Regions from separate parts of the Sus scrofa genome. Here region 1 is linked to region 2. The links are chromatin contacts, called in public HiChIP or PLAC-seq maps. All regions are on one chromosome and are shown on one strand. The core of a region is the stretch at or near the end of the contact, and the rest is flanking DNA. Distances in the headings are between cores, read along the strand shown.

What was found. HiChIP or PLAC-seq counts read pairs in DNA pulled down with a chosen protein or histone mark.
Region 1: an H3K27ac HiChIP or PLAC-seq map of alveolar macrophages shows a contact between it and region 2. The contact joins the promoter of DAB2 here to the enhancer-like site in region 2. A contact is called at or near these places in 4 of 47 Hi-C or Micro-C datasets (embryonic fibroblasts, liver, mesenteric adipose tissue and 1 more) and 2 of 2 datasets of contacts at active chromatin or transcription factors (alveolar macrophages and skeletal muscle).

The regions. Positions count from the first base shown.
Region 1 is chr16:24,774,460-24,779,623 of Sscrofa11.1, forward strand. It overlaps DAB2 (disabled homolog 2), which reads right to left and starts at 2,478. Exons shown (of 16, transcript XM_021076650.1): 1 at 2,127-2,478. The region is part of intron 2 of LOC102163534 (a long non-coding RNA gene); the gene reads left to right.
Region 2 is chr16:24,696,885-24,702,045 of Sscrofa11.1, forward strand. The region is part of intron 2 of DAB2 (disabled homolog 2); the gene reads right to left. Among named protein-coding and RNA genes, the nearest start is that of DAB2, 77 kb to the right of the region's middle. Within about 2 kb of position 1,262, at least 4 of the 83 cell types and tissues checked have an H3K27ac peak or open chromatin away from gene starts, as enhancers often do. A contact at or near this core is called in alveolar macrophages, where this site is marked.

The sequences.
Region 1 (5,164 bases), core at 1,228-3,727, 79 kb after region 2:
ATTTAGGTACATGTAGAAACCCACTGAAATTTGTAGACACCTTGCACAGAAAGAAACAAATTCAACCCCAAACCACTATCAAAGAAACCTTCCTTCTATTACTGATTTATCTCTGAATCTGACAAGTAACACCATTCACTATATTCCCTAGTGGACCTTCTGGGGATCAGAACATGGTCAAAGGTCCCCATGGAGGACATGCAGAAAGGCAGTCTTGTTCTGACCCAAAGGAGCTCACAGCATAAAAATAAAGTGAAGACAAAGGGAAGTCCCTACTCAGATCACAGCTGAGAATGAGTGCCTAACTGGTTTCAGGGTGATCTGGAACTTTCTGGAACCATGGAGAACTGCTGATTAGCATATCAGGAGATATATTACATAAGCCAGCCATGTTTAGAGATAGCTGATGTGTTTGTTCTTCTCGCAAAATGTTTCATGATATTATAAAATAGTAACAGCTATCCTTGAAATACTTCTGTCTAATTCTCTCTCTGTTCTCTCACTCTTCCACCTCCATTGCACACATATATATTGCTTGGCGTATCACTTGTTTGTCAACTCTCTTCCTGCCAGCCCTTTATTAGTCTATTTTCTGGCCAATTTCTTGCTTTCTCAGATCATTTTCCCATAATCCCTCTGAAAATCTGAGGCACTCTGCTGTAATGGAATTCCTTGGACGATATAATATTAGTCTTTAAGGTATTGCATTAGCCATACACCTATTTGGAGAGGTCTCTGATTTTTCAACTTCCTCAGTGAAATTTGCTTCTTCTCTTGAATCCTCTATGTTTCAGCCAATTCCCCCCTTATCTCCTTCTTCTCTGGGACTCGGCTTCCCTGAACTTTAGCATTCCCTTTAGCCAATTCTCCTTGGAAGCTATTTTTTTCTACTCCTGGGGCATCCTCGACAATAATGTATAAGCAACAATCACAGAAATGTGTACAAGAAACACTGATAATTGTCAAATTTTAGCCTCAGAAGGTTTTATGCATAAGGATTCTGTTGATGCTAGAAGGAACCAAGTCATCAGAGGTAGGTGGCCATGAGAATTAGCTAAAATGCATTAACATTTTCATAGTAACATATAGTAGCAAGTAGCATAGTATAATACATATAGCAACAAATAACATAGTCATCTAATTCTTAACTCTGTGCGAAGTCACATTGTGCGTTTGTAAGTAGGACTTCAAAACAACCCAATAAGAAATGGAAGAAAGGCTGTTTCTAAAGATAAGTAGTGAGTCTGGCCTCCCTACCTTTCTCTCTCTCAGTTTTTAAATGGGCTCAAGCAATTTGAAAACCAAAATTACTGGACAGAAATAATTACTGGGCAGAACTGAGATGCCTTATGTGGTGAGGGTAGGTAAATTTTTGTGAGGTTGTAACAATGGCTCTTTTTTATGCCCTGGAAGTCCAACATTAAACATCCACTTCCATCAGGGACTTTGGAATTGCAATATATCGAATGAGCTATGCTTTATTACATGCTGATGGAAGTAATCACGGCATAGTCACGCATTGCAGATGCTAGCAACTTCTTCCCTTTTGATGTAAAATATAACATGAAGTCTTTGCATTAAAGTCAGAGGTATAAAATCTGCTAGCATCTGTAAATATTTTATTCTTTAGGTACTCCCCGGTGCTGAAAATAAAATGTAGAGAACGTTGCCTGAATTTCTGAAATAACCTCCGACCAAGAAGAAACCACCCAGTTTCTTTATCATAACAGCTCCCCCTGCTGCTTCAAAGTGAGGCTTCGTGCCTATTTGCCGTTTTCCCTTCAGTCTTTGAGGGGCTCTGGAAGCATGGCTGGAAAACATTATCCTCAACTGAACCGTAGCCAGGAAAGTCTCAGGAGGGAATTCTTTCCTGACATAAAATTAAACCTGGCTTCAGCATATCTTCGGGGGGAAAAAGAAGGAAAACTTACTGTTGATGTTTCTTGGCTGGGCTTTCTTTCTGTTCTTAAAGCAACATTATTTTAGAAATCTGTAACAAAACCTGTCATCTGCCAAGTCAGCCCAAGCATCCCAGCCTCTCTCAGCTCAGCTCAGCTTTCTCGATCTTGCCTCCCTCCATGCAAACTGGGCGAAATTTATTCAAAAACAGATGCCTTTTAACTCACCTGTGGTAGAAGCAGTGACTGTCTCTTCCTTCCGTGGAAGGGAATCTGATGCCAAAAGTCCCACAGAGTCCAAGGCAGAGTGGCACCGATGTGGTGGTAGAGCTGCCAAGCCACAGAGTAACCAGGCCTCCAGGTGACTTGTCTTTTAGCCTTGCTGGATTGATAATTGTTGCACGACTTCAGCAGTGGCTCAGGAGCAACTGGCTGCAGGCAATATATTTTCAGGTCCAACTGGATGCACGGCTTATTTAGAGCAGAAAATCTGGGTGCTGTGGCCGTAGGAGGCCTCTGCCTCTCTGTGCCTGTGGAAGATGGTGTGATGAAGATTACTGTGTGACCTGATGCCACTGGAAGGAAGGTGCTGGGTTATTTATTCACCCAAGAGGCAGATGTTAGAATCACTGAGTTAAAAAAAAAAAAAATTGCCTCAATCCAGGGCGCTGATGCTCTGGTGGGTGAAAGACATCTTGCATCTCAAGCTGAGGCCAGATATACTGTTATCTACCAACCCAGTGCTGGTCCAGAGTCACCTTTTTCTCTGCCTTTCTATTCCCATCAAAAACAATGACTTAGAAAGTTTGTCAGTGGGTATGAGAGTATTACAGCAAGGGAACTGACACCATCAGAAGTTTTGTAGCACGCAGCATGATCATTATAGGTTCTGGAATGTTCAGGCACTGGTCTCTGGCTCTGAATGTGCTACTCTCATTAAAATGTATTTCTAGGATAAGAGAATGGTGTTTGGTATCATCTGTGCAGACCAGGAAACAGCATAGGACACACTTCACATACTCTGTTAGGAAGTGGCTGAGATGGGGGCTAACACACTGAGAACTTGCCTGCATGGCTTGGGTTTAAGACCTACTCCTAATTGTTTTCCTTGCTTAAGAACATCTCCCTCAACTGGCTTATGTAAGAGACTGCTTTTTGGATACGAAGGTATTCTCCATCTGAGACATTCATTTATCATTGTTATTATTATTTTGGCCACGTCCTATGGCATGCAGAAGTTCCTGGGCCAGGGATCAAAACCACACCATAGCAGTGTCTTAAGTTATAGCAGTGATAATGCCAGATCCTTAACCTGAAAGGCCACCAGGGAACTCCCTGAGACATTCATTCAAAATCTAAATATTTCAAGATAGTAAAGTAACATTATAGTGAACAGTGTTTTTAGCGGGAACAGTTAGCCAGTTAACTAACCACGCCCTGATGATGGGGATGACATTGGTGATTGGGAAGTGCTTCTTTGAAGAAGGTAGGTTGAGGCAGAAGGCTCAAGCCAGAGGCAGTGGGTGTTGAAGGGAGGGTTTTGGGGAGACAATAGGTGGGGAGACCTGGGCCTCTCTGGGACAAAATGAGAGCACTGTGAGCTAGCATTTGGCCAACAAGGATGGAAATCGTGAGGTCCATGAGGAGATAGGTTCAAGGAAGAGAGTAGAGTCGGAATATAAAATCACCTTCTCTCTCATAGTTTTCTGAGCCTAACCTGAGAACTGGTCCTGTTTTCCTCAATATCCAGATACTTACATAAAGTGATTTCATTGTTCCTCACCCTAATAGGTGATTTTCCCCTCCACTTGCTTGTGTAGGTCTCAGAATAAAGACTGGAGAGTTGGGTCCCAAAAGAGAGGGCCAGTTGTCACGACTTTAGCCTGCCTGTCATTGTCTCCTGCCTGGACCTATGCAGTTTTATTCTTTTCTCCACCCCCCCCCCATTCCAGATTCATCTCATACCCAAAGGCAACCCTGATGATGTCACTGGCCTACTAAAAGATATTACAGTTGGTCAGCGGAATAATTTCTCACCTATAGTAGGTTTATTTATTGTTAGAAACTACTTAGGCCTCTTTCCTGAGAGAGGATTATATATCTTTATCCAAGGCAATGTGACTTTTAGTGCCTCCTGGATTGAAGGGGTATCCTTTGCCCATGGATGTCAGGCTTGGCCATAGGCTTTATTTTGGCCAACAGAATATGAGCAGATATATGTCTTGTCTCTGGAGAGAGCTTCAAAAATCATCATATGTTTCTGCCAGTCCTTTGCCTTGGGAAACCAGGTTTCCCAAGTGGAAGCAGATCCTTCAGTCTGACTCGAAGAATAAGATGAGAGGACACATGATAGAAGAGCCATAGCAGCTGATCCACAGCTACCAACATGGAACACAAATGGGAAACAGATGTCTGTTTCTGTAAGCCACTGAGATTTGGGATTTGCTTGGTACACCAGCAAAACTGACTAATATAAAATCCACTCCACAGTTTTGCCTCAGTCTACATTTCCATACTGACATGAGTGTGACAACAGCACATGCATCCTATACTCCAGCCAATCTAGAAGCATCTCCATTCCCCAGCCCTGGTATTTCTACTTTTATTATTTTCCCAGCTCAAATTACCTGTCCCCAGTTTTCAATAAACCTCACTTTAGAGATTCTTCTAGCTACCTCTAAGTCTATCTCACCTATGAAGTCTTTCTGAATGTCTTGGTTTGAAATGCCTTTTTCTGTCTCTGAATTCTCCAAAGTATTCATGTTTCTGCTACCTATGACTCTATTTGTTAATAATAAAAAATGCCATCTATAAAGCATGTACTATATACCAGAGATAGCTGTTCAGGTATGTGTATCTATGCATACTACATGCTGGTTTTTACCAACAGTGTTTGTGTGCATACACTAAGGTTAGGAAAAAAGAAAAAGGATTCTTGAGGGTGAAAAACCTGTAAAGGATAAAAGGTGAGGAAACAGCAGAAAGTGGCAGTCATCTTCCTACCACAGTGATGTTCTGACACCTGTGGAAAAGCCAGGGAGGATGGGAGATCCGTTAGGAAGGTCTTCAGCAGTAGTGCAATTCCAAGAATTATTCTGCCAAGCCAACGTGACTCTTGAACCAAAGTGATCTTTTCGTGGGGGAAAGGTCTCATATCTCAAATGACCTGCACTGGTACCTGCAATGACCTTGCTTGGTCATTGGCTGGGAGTGGCTTGTGGAAATATATGGTAGTGGATCCCAAACAACAGCTGGGGGCATTCATC
Region 2 (5,161 bases), core at 12-2,511:
TCTGCCCAGCCCTTGCAGATTTTTTCCTCTCAGCAGTACTAGGTGGACTCATAGCTGTAATTTCTTCTGAGAAAGCCTCAGAACAAAACAAGGCAGTGTGGGTTAGCACCCAGATCCCAGAGTTGTTTTTTGTTTTTTTTTTTTTAGGGCCGCCCCGAGGCATATGGAGGTTCCCAGGCTAGGGGTCAAATCAGAGCTGTAAGCGCCAGCCTACACCACAGTCACAGCAATGTTAGATTCGAGCTGCCTCTGCAATCTACACGACAGCTCATGGCAACACCAGATTCTTAACCCACTGAGTGAGGCCAGGGATCAAACCTGCATCCTCATAGATCCTAGTCAGATTTGTTGCCGCTGGACCACGATGGGAACGCCCCATCCCAGAGTTTAAAATACATCAGGTAAAGTAAGTCAATGGTGAGTGGGAAGTGGACTTTTTTGCCAGTGGATAAGCCTCCCCCATGAAACAGAAGTGTGCTTGGCCACAGAAGGATTGGAGAGAAATGCAGAGAGGGTGGCTTTCTACTTTTTCCATTAGAGAGGAAGAGTAAACTGAGAGGCCTGGGAAACCACAAAGAATACAATATTGCTGGCCAGTGGAAGTAGACACATTCGGGAATCAGGAAGTCAGCCTTCTGCTCCAGCTGGGTGTCAGGGAATGACACTCCAGCACTGGCTGTCCTTTGGGAGAGCAGGGTGATCTTTAACGCTTGCTAATGGGAAACCTTCAGAAGAGTTAGTCCACGAGAAGAGACTAGAAAGGTATGGTGGTCACTTATAGTCGGGATCACTAATAAGGCTCAGCTTTTAAAAACCGGTATCTTTTTAGTTTAGTTTTCTTTCTGGTTCACCATAGCACATGGCATGAACATTCACAGAGCTTATGGAGCAAGGAATTCCAAAATCCCAACACACCTATTTATAAAAGCAGTCTTTATCAAAGCAGTCCTATCTTGTGAAAAATCTGACAGAGAAGAGCATCTGGAAAATTAAACTTGTTTAGCATCAAGCAAAGTCAAGGTAATATTCTCAGTAAGACTGAGCCATCTGAACCAAGTGGTCTGACCCAGTAATTACTTATTTTAGCAAACCAAAACATGAAGCATCAGATTGTTCCTAAGAGTTTGGATGGTAAAATGAAATGAGTTCCCATAACTTACTCTTAAAATACAGATTTCTGTTCCTTATTGCCACACCAGCTCACCACCAACACCCTCCTGCACTGACTCTACCCTTAAAGACTCATCCTGATTCATCCCCTGTGCTTAGGAATCTGTTTTCAACAGCATTTAAACAGTCATGTTTTGGAGTTCCTGTCATGGCTTAGTGGAAATGAATCTGACTAGCATCCATGAGGACACAGATTCCATTCCTGGCCTTGCTCAGTGGGTTAAGGATCTGGCGTTGCCATGAGCTGTGATGTAGGCCAGTGGCTACAGCCTCGATTCATCCCCTAGCCTGGAATCTCCATATGCCACAAGCGCAGTTCTAAAAAGACAAAACAAAACAAAACAAAAAAACTCAACAACAAAAAAACCAGCCGTGTTTGGGAACCTCTGGTCAAGGGAACCAACCAATCAGGATAATTTTTGCCAGTGGTTTTCCATTCTGAATGCCTATTGAATCACTTGGGATATACTTAGCAGTGCCAGTGTTGGGGGTTCCTCTCCCAGATTCTGACTTAGCCTATCTGAGGTATAAATTTCGTAAAAGCCCTCCGGTCAATACTAATGTGTAGCCAGGATAGTGAACCACAGACTTGAGCCAAATCAGACCCCAAACTTTCTCATTCAGAGACTTTCTGACCTGCATTCATTTTTTTCTAATTCTTTTTTTTTTTTTGAGGGGGGAGGGGGCACTCAGCCATGGCATGTGGCAGTTCCCCGGGCCAGGAATAGAACTCATCCCATAGCTGTAACCAGAGCTACCGCAGTGACAATGCCAGATCCTTAGTCCACTGAGCCACAAGAGAACTCCTGACCTGTGTTCATTTGACGTTCAAAATAGTGACATCCAATTTTTAGAATTTCATCCATTGTTATTTTTACTCTTGATCAAAAACTCCAAACTATACACACACACACACACACACACACATAACATTAAAATAAATTTTGTTTCATGACTGTTGACCTTCCTTACAATATTGCTTAGCTGAAGTAGAGCAGGAGTGGCAAAATCTGTGACACAAGCTTTTTTTCCTCAAATGTTTATTTCTCTTGCCAATCCCCCATGCTTTTTCAAGAAAACGTGCCTGCCGAAAGATACAGATGTAAGGGGATCACTTTAGAATAGACAGAGACCCCCTAAACCCAAAAAGCTGGCCAGGAATAATAAGATTGAGCTGGGATGGGTCAGTGGTCCTAGGAGAAAAGACAGCAGAAACTTCTGAAAGCTTCAGTCAGTTCTCATCTAGAGCTGTTGAGCTGCTCCTATCCAGTCTCTGCTTCCTGACTTATTTGACTGAAATCCACTAGGCTGCCCTGTAGATGATCCAGACACCACATGCCAATTAAATCTGTATTTAATTTAATCTACAATTAAACCACTTGCATTTTCTGTATCACATCTGAGTCCTGGAGATACTGGGTACCGCCAACATCATGACTACCCATTCCTTCATCATTCTTTCTAACTCACTTGAGTTCATGCTGATAACCTGAAGACTGTAACCCCTATACCACTGGCTAGTGGACAGAGACCTAACGTAGTAGAATGGATATTCTCAACTGATCCTAGAGAGTTATGCCATTCCCTTCATTTTTGACTTGGCCAAGCCATGGTAACGACCAGATAGGAACCTGAGAATGCTAAGTTTTACACAGCAAAGCCTTCTTGGTACTAGTTCTAGGACACAATTATTTTAGAGTACAAGAGGGAACTGTTGTCATCAGAAGCCTGTAGAATGCACGCTGTGAATGAAGTAGTTAGAGTAGACTTCTTTTGACAAACAAAACCTCCAAAAGTGTTTTAGGAAAGGGAGTGTATGGGAAGGAAAGACAATATTCAACCATCCCAAAATAGCTGGTATATTACTACAGGAAAAAGATAAGACCAAGACAGAGTAGTCACATTTCCTTATTTGCTATTGTACCAAAATTATCCAGTGAATTACAATGTCATTTTGCATTACTATTGAGACATCTTAAATACATCAAATCACTGAGCCTGGAGTAGAAGAAAAGAAAAATTACTTAAAGTACAAGTCTTCAAAATAGTGAGTGACTCAGGTCAGTAATTTTTTTTTTCTTTTTTTTTTGACAAGTCCGGCACTGTTTCCTTCCAAGTCTTGGCCATCTTAGTTTGCTTTCATCTTCTTTGCTATTCTCATACACATACAGTTTTGCTTTAGATCTTGGGACTTTCACATATTAATTATCCATTCCACATATGTTTATTAATCATCTACCTTGTGCCATGTACCACCCTGTGATTTGTCATTAAGGCTTACATCATCTCCTGTCATAGGAGTGACCCACATACCCTAGTGATGTCTCTAGCTTCCATTGTTTCTCTATTTGCCTGTAACAGTAAAAATAACAATAGCTAATACCACATGGTATTGACCTTGTGTAAGACACAGTTCCAGGTTCTGCAAAGATGTTAACTTTTTTGATCCATGAGAATCCCATGAAGAAGGCTTCATTTTTATTTATTTATTTATTTATTTTTTATGGCCATACCCACAGTATATGGAAGTTCCCAGGCTGGGGGTTGAATTGGAGCTACAGCTGCCGGCCTACACCACAGCCACAGCAACACAGGATCCCAGCTGCATTTGTGACTTATATCACAGCTCATGGCAACGTCAGATCCTTAACTCACTGAGTGAGGCTAGGGATCGAACACACATCCTCATGGATACTAGTCAGGTTCTTGACCCACTGAGCCACAATATGAACTCCCTAACTCTATTTTCTGGAGGAAAAAGCTAAGGAGCAGTTTAGATGTTAAATAATTAAATAATATCTCTGAGGACAGCACGGCTAGTAAGTGGCACAACTTGGTATTGAACCTGGGCAGTCTGGCACCAGAGGCTGTATTCTTAATCACTATAGAATCTCTGGTTGCATCTACAAAGCCCCCATTACTGGGCACATCTCTGCTTTGATCTAGCCCTCCATGGAAGTGCTTCCACCTGACTCATTCCACTCTGTAGCAGAAGTCTGTAGGGGAAAGGACATTTGAAACTGAAGACTTGCTCACTGTATACTTTCAGCCTTAGTTACAAAGATAGTTCCTGTAAATATAGTAATTTTTTTCTAAGTTAGTACATTTTTTAATAGTGTTAATAAGAACATTTGCTTTTCCACAAATGGAGGCTGTATTTTCTTTATTATTAAGAAATCATATGTTTTCATCCCAGTTAATTTTATGATAGTTTCTCTAGTATCAAGAGTTTCTTATATAAGTATCACACGCTAACTGATTGTGCCACTGGAGCTCCGAGAGCTTCTTAAATATGAAGTCTTTCTGTGTACTTAATATTTTTTTTTTTTTTGGATAATGTTTAGCATAACCATTCTCATACTAAAAGAGGTAAAGTTTTAATTAAAGGTCAAAGCTACTGGGCACCTATTACACTTAAACAGCCACCTATGTGGCAGAAGTCATATTGTTCAGCTCATAATCCAAAGATGGCACATGGGCCAGTATCAAGTGGCCCATAAGCCATTCGTCATCATCACTCTCTTCCTTCCCAGCACTTCCTTGATCTTCCATGGACTTTCTCCTCGATTCACCAAGATTCCTCCATCTTCCACTCATGCAATTATACTGATTCACAGTCTCTGTTTCCTATCTTTTCATTTGAGAGGTCTACTTGGATATGAACGAATGACTGAAAAGTTCTAAGCAATAATTGAATCACATTGCTGTACAGTAGAAATTAACCCAACTTTGTAAATCAGCTATACTTCAATTTAAAAAAGGAAAAAAAATACTTTAAATAGAGAGAAAGTCCTTTCCAACATTTTATAACCAGTTTCACAATATCTAGAAAATGCTCACCTAAGCACAGAGTACCTACCCAAAGTTTTGTGGGAAAAGAATCTGAAAGAGAAGGGATGTGTGTATGTGTGTAACTGAGTCACTTTGTTGTACAGCAGAAATGATCACAATGTTGTAAATCAACTATACTTCAATAAAACTTTAAAAAACG